2 separate regions of the Hermetia illucens genome follow, and region 1 is linked to region 2. A link is a contact called in public Hi-C data. All regions are on one chromosome and are shown on one strand. Each heading gives the region's core, a stretch centred on a gene start, on an enhancer-like site or on the middle of the called end of the contact. The rest is flanking DNA. Distances are from core to core; before and after follow the strand shown. Region 1 holds the start of LOC119660872 (Y-box factor homolog). Region 2 holds the start of LOC119660708 (serine-rich adhesin for platelets-like).

What was found. Hi-C and Micro-C count contacts between places; a contact is called where the count stands out from the background.
Region 1: a Hi-C map of an unstated tissue shows a contact between it and region 2, with 8 times the contacts expected there. The contact joins the promoter of LOC119660872 here to the promoter of LOC119660708 in region 2. A contact is called at or near these places in 2 of 2 Hi-C or Micro-C datasets (an unstated tissue and whole body).

The regions. Positions count from the first base shown.
Region 1 is chr7:3,908,008-3,911,050 of iHerIll2.2.curated.20191125, forward strand. It overlaps LOC119660872 (Y-box factor homolog), which reads left to right and starts at 1,617. Exons shown (of 4, transcript XM_038069783.1): 1 at 1,617-2,174. The coding sequence starts at 2,027.
Region 2 is chr7:3,601,999-3,605,083 of iHerIll2.2.curated.20191125, forward strand. It overlaps LOC119660708 (serine-rich adhesin for platelets-like), which reads right to left and starts at 1,614. Exons shown (of 4, transcript XM_038069340.1): 1 at 725-1,614.

The DNA of each region.
Region 1 (3,043 bases), core at 367-2,866, 310 kb after region 2:
AATAAACATGTCTACTATTCGCAACAGATTTGTAAAGTTGTCATCGGTACCAGGGCACAACTTGATAGGACGGATAGACTCTGAGGTGTCGGTACTCTTAGATTAATGAACAGATAAGGTGGCATACCACCATTCCATGTATGCCGCCAAAACGCCATGAAAACCCTTGGGATAACCAATATAGCAACTAAAGACATTTCTTTGGCCTCTAATTGCTTGTCCCACAACTATCGAGTCGAAAATGAGTTGCTCTTTGCAACCCCTTGACCAGACTCGGCAGCCCTTCTTCTTCTCGGACAGATGTTTTTTACTGCGGCTTGCAAACGGCGCAAGAGTTCAAGCGGATTTTGATCACCAAGGTCGAGTCATGGAGAAAGCCCTTGATGGACTCTATTTCTATACGTCGAAAAACCGTGAGGATTTTCGTTTTCACCGCGGGTACTTACATTCCGCTGGGCACTCGCCGACTTGGCTTAACGGTGATACGTCGCACCCGCTCACTAGTTTGTCAAACTTGACTTGATCGCTTGTAATACATTGCAGCCGGAACTTGGCTTCAATTTTTAAGAACCACAACTCCGGATGGTAGGCATTTAATTGTTTCAATCGGCGCTTCTTCTTTTCCATGGTTAGGGATGTTGCGGCGTCTAGGGTCACTAGTATGTGCATTCAAGGTTTGTCGTACGGCAATGGTGTACTAACCTAACTTCCTTCGTACGAGAATATCCCACAAAGAAGTACACAGAATTATGTACGCAACAATTAACAAGAAGGACGAAGACGGCTACGATTTCTTACCAGGGCAGAGGCAACTCCTCAGACGCTGCCTCACTTCTGCCCTGGGAGCAGCGTGACCGAAGCCGCTCGTAGGTGTTGTACGTAATACCCAACAAGAGTACGAATTATATTCAGCGTAAATCCGCCCACAGTTCAGATCAACACTTGGCCGGAGCTCCTCAATCCCTAAAAGGAAATTGTACCCAATTTTTACCTCGACTAAATTAGTTGGCAAATACAAACTTAAATAAAGTTCCATGCTCCCTAACGACTCCATCTCAACTGTTACTCCGTATTCGATTCCTCTTCTCGCTACCGACCAGAAGCCCTCTGGTGACTTTGTGTTGAACCACCGCCACTATTGTCACTAGGCGTTACGAAGAACAATCCTACAAAGCCTTATTTTGAGTGGCGTATAGGGATGAATATTCGATTTAATACACATGAACAAACAGCTTGTTAATCCATTAAGGTGGTACTTTGGTTTGCTAACAAGCCACATTACATTAAAAAATTTGAATCAAGATTTCTAGTCCAAAGACATCCATTTAAAGTTCAAAAGGAGAAAGAACGATAAAACTTCCGGGGCAAACAAAAATTACCGAAAATTTTCGAAATTTATTTTGCTTGGCTACATTTAATGAGTTGTCTTTCTATTTCTAATTATATTGGCAGCAATTCGACTTGTAAATAATAAATTCTTATGGAAATAAAAATTACTTCTGACACAAATTTCAAAATTGTCGTGTGAAGTTCGTCACAATTCCACCCTTTCGCCGTCTTACATTTTTAGTACAATTGTACTTAACCCTAATCTCACATGAACTAACCATGTTCGCGGACGCTGCCGTCAATCGAGCTAGAACTGGACAGCGAGTAACATCATCGATTAAAACATCAAACGTCAGGAAAGGTTTGGAGAGTGATTTACCATCTTCTCATCACTCGAAAAAAGTGTGAGTCGTCGTCATCGTCGCCCCCTCCCTGCACACGAGTCAACCAAACAGAAGTAAACCAAACAAACCGAAACCCGAAAGACCTGCACATCCCAATTAGGACAAAATCCAGCGTAACCAACAGATCCTCGGGACAAATTTGGAAGTATCTACCCGTTTGGTTTTGCCGCGCGGTTGAAAGTGACGTGAACGCGAAACGAAAGGCAACTACTTCGATAGTCGCCGTTAGTGTAAAACGTCCACAACAGGCGTCCGAGAAGCAGGACGATTAATTTTACCAGCAAAGAACATCAATGGCTGACTCTGAGAAGGTAAATGAACAGCAGCCGGCTGTGGCTCAGCAGCAGCCACTAGCTGCCGATCAGCCGCAGGCCCAGCAGCAAGGAGGAGCCGCAGAAAAATCGGCCGCAGCTTCGCAGCAGCCCGCCAAGGAATTGATTGGTAAGTGCACTCAGTATTGCATTCCTGGGTAGTAAGTAAGTCTGTGGCGGGTGAAGTAAAAATGTGCTTGTCCCGGACATTGCCTCGCCCCCATCAGGCGGCCGCTGGCCTTGTTGGTACTAGTGACTAGTGTGATCTAATTGCGTTACGCACACTTCCATCTAATTCTATCGGTTTTACAAGGTGCTTCAATCGATCCATGGCCTGGCATATTTCTTGCCGCGGCCTTATACCGTAATTGTGAGTTTTCACTCCCTGCACGGTTCGTCATGCGGTGGCGCATGCTCGCCACCGGCCCATGAGATGTGCTAGTAAATTGTCAAAGGTGCGCCATCTTGGAATCGCACATTTCCCGCCCGGTTTAGGCAGCACGGCAGTTTATTTTTAGGTTTAGAAATTTGTACAGCTTCATCCCATGTTATTTGGGCAACAAAGCGAGATGGTATTCAATTGTTTAGTGTGTTCCCGCTTCCGAGTTCAGCTTTGCTTATGACCTTTAAAGAGGGCGACCGTCATCCAGGGGCCCGGTGTGGTCTAAGTGCGTATATCAATGTTTTGATATATCACGCGTCCGATATGGCGGTAAAATACCGTAATCGGGGAACAACCCCATGTAGCGTTTGATGGTTCGATTTCACTGTTTTTAGGTTATCGTGTTTGGCGATTAATCGATAAAGCTGTTTTCGGAGACAAAGTTGTTTTGTTTTTGTCAAGATAAGGGGTGACGAGGATTTAGATGTTTATAATTATCGGTTCCAGTGGCCTGGATTCAAGTTCTTTGTTTCCAGATAATTTTGAACTGAAGATTAAAAACGCTTTTATGTGGATAAGGAATACGATATCTCCTTTTGTAAGGGGAGCACCAGCCA
Region 2 (3,085 bases), core at 364-2,863:
CATTACGGATGAAACCTATTGAATCGGAGGCACGTTTAATTCAAAACTTTCACAACTTTCGGCCCTAAGTTGAACAAATGCCACAATACGTAGAACAAGCGAAAAACTCAGCTGTTGGAGCGCAGCACCACCACCAACAACAATGCCTCCCAGCGAAGGAAGCCACAAGCAGCCTGCCAACCTGCTCGTTCTGAACGATTTCCAGACAAAAACTCTGCTCGACCACCGGACGTGGACTCCGCACTAGCAGTTGACTTGAAATTGAGCCGGAAGCTACTGCGCAATCTCTTACCGTATCCACGAAACCGACAGTCAGTCAGAAATAACTTCCAACTTCCAGATGCGAAATATCCTTCAAAAGAAAATACACCTCGATTTCTCGCTCTATTCGCCCTACTGTTGAGTCAACTACTAGGTCGTGTTCCGAAATTTTATTACGGACCCCCGTTTGACCAATAGATGGCGCTAGCCCCACAAGATGCATTCCGAACCGACCCAATCGAAAACAAGGTAACTTTGGCTCGCGAAAGCGAACGATGACAGCGGCGGGATTCGACCGTCAGGGCAAGGGCTGTCCAACCGGCCTCGACAGCTCTTTATTTTATAAGCGATATTGCCGCCCGCTTTGATGGCCACAGCCAACACTCCGTAGCACTCTACCACGGTTAGTTTTAACCCGGTTGCCTGTCACCGAATGGTGGGCCGGGACACTTTAAATACTCACAACACTGAACTGGTTCGTGATCGGTGCGACCGGAGCTAGTCGTCACGGGCCCGCTCACTGAAACAACGCACGGGTCCGGACCGCGTCGCGGCCGGACGGGAGAATTCCGGTAAGTAGACGGAGAGAGCTGATCGGATCCTTTTGCTGTCACTTGTTCACAGAAAAGCGCACGAGAAACTGGACAAGTCGCAATGCAATGGTGCGCGACACTCCCTCTGACAAGCCCACGGCACGAAAACAATGGTTTCAAACAGGAATAATTGCGACCGAGAAAGAGAGAAACTCATAAAATTCCGACCAAACAGCAACGACTCAATCGTGGCATGGCTGGAACCGAATCGACAAGAAGACTGTTCCGTTGCCAGTCGTGCCGGACGGTACTGCACCTGACAGCTGTCCTTTTCTAGAGACGATCTGTGTCGCTAGTCGCGCCACCACAATGCTTATAGCCAAAATACATTAAATGCATGCGTTCGTGCAAACGAGGGAAGCTCCGACCATTACGCAGCTTTAATATACAATAAAGATTTCAGGTCGGCGAAGTTCGCTCCACGTCCCAAGGTTCGTTCTGATGATAGATTACGGCGTTTATAATTTGACCGCAGCTGATTTGAATGAATTTTGTTTTGGGAACCGGTTCGTAGGTCTGTCGATTTCAATCATAAAAATTGAATTTAAACATCGGCATTTAATTGTAGGTTTTTTATGACATTAATATGTACCCAGGTCGATTGTTCGCAAGTAAAATCACGGCATTGCACTTAGTCTTCAAGTTTTTGCAATTAGCATATGCATTTTCCTATACTTTATGTTGTGGAACTTATTAAATTTAATGTTACTAAGAGTACAGAAACCGCCGGTTTATATTCAGTTTTTATGTACGGAATCGAAGAAATTAATGCAAGGGACATCTATAATCACTACTTGCAATTAAAATTAAGCCTTCTGAAGTTCAAAAACGAATTCATTCAAATAAATTACATTCAAAAGTAACTTGCAAATTACGTGAACTGTTAACTAACTGTCATCCATCTTGTATGGGAAAAGTTCAATTTTCCGAACTTTTCAGCCTGACGCATTGCGAGTCGGATTCACTAGCGGAAATTCCTTAGACGTTCGCGAGGTTCGGGGACATTTAGGTCGTCATGAGCTGAGTGTCGTTTGGCGCTCGAACTAACCACCCTCTATAAACTATTCCCAAATATCAATAAGTCACGTAGGCACTTTATTCACGGGCTGTAAAAATAAGTCAGTTAACAACCATCCATAAAATGTATCCCAAATAGGATAATGTTTCAAGTAAGAACACATGTACTTAGTCACATAGGCGCTTTTAGTCACGACTTGTAAACATGAATTCAATCATAAGCAGGATCTACGCATGACTAATAAAGCAGAATATATAAATAGGGACTTGCACTCTTCAGTTTTAGCATATAGAATAGGGATGCTAGGATGCGGAACCATATATTCATATATTATAGTTACTGAATAAAAGATCGTTGTAAAAGTTTGCATTTTTTTTATGAATACCAAAAGGTAACGATTTAATTCTCGTGAACCTCAGAAAGTCCATTATGACGAGCGCGGTGAATGACGAGCCACACGGATTAAGTGACCCGCCCACCGCAACCTGTTGAGCCGGATTTTATTCACTACTAGGCAACGGTGTTATCGCTTATAGATTTCATCGTTATGTAGGCTACGGAATCCGTCCCATGTAAGGGGCCAAACATTCTTCGGAGGGTTCTTGTCTCGAATGCGCCCATTTTTCTTGCCAAAAACACAGGTTTCCAAAGAATACATAAAGACTGGCTAGATCATTGTCTTGCACAGTAAGAGCTTAGATCCTTTGGTGAGACGTTTTGAGTGGAACTGTTTGTGGAAGTTGCCAACAATCGAGCGTGTATTTCATTGTCATAGCCGTTTTCGGTTCTGATTTTCGACCCTAGATAGAAGAAATTTTCAACAGTCTTAACGATACAGTCCCCTATTCTTATTGTTCTCGTTTGACCAGTGGGATTCGATGCTGTTCATTCTTTGTTCTTTGGCGTTGACACTTCCACCATCTACTTTGTCTTGCCTTCATTAATAAGAAGCTCGAGATCACGCACCATCTGCTCGATTTGGATGAAGGTAGACTCTCTCTTATTCTTCCCATGATGTCAGTATCATCAGTGTAGGTCACTAGTTGGGTGGACTTGAAGAAAATACTTCATATAATCGTATGTAATGCGATTTAATGAAAAGTTCTCTGTTTCCCAGCCGATTTGACATTTTGCGTCAAAGTTTTGAAGCAATGATGCGAAGTGCGACCGAAAGCTGGCGGAAAACAATCGCGATTAAATGAAACCCGTAAAC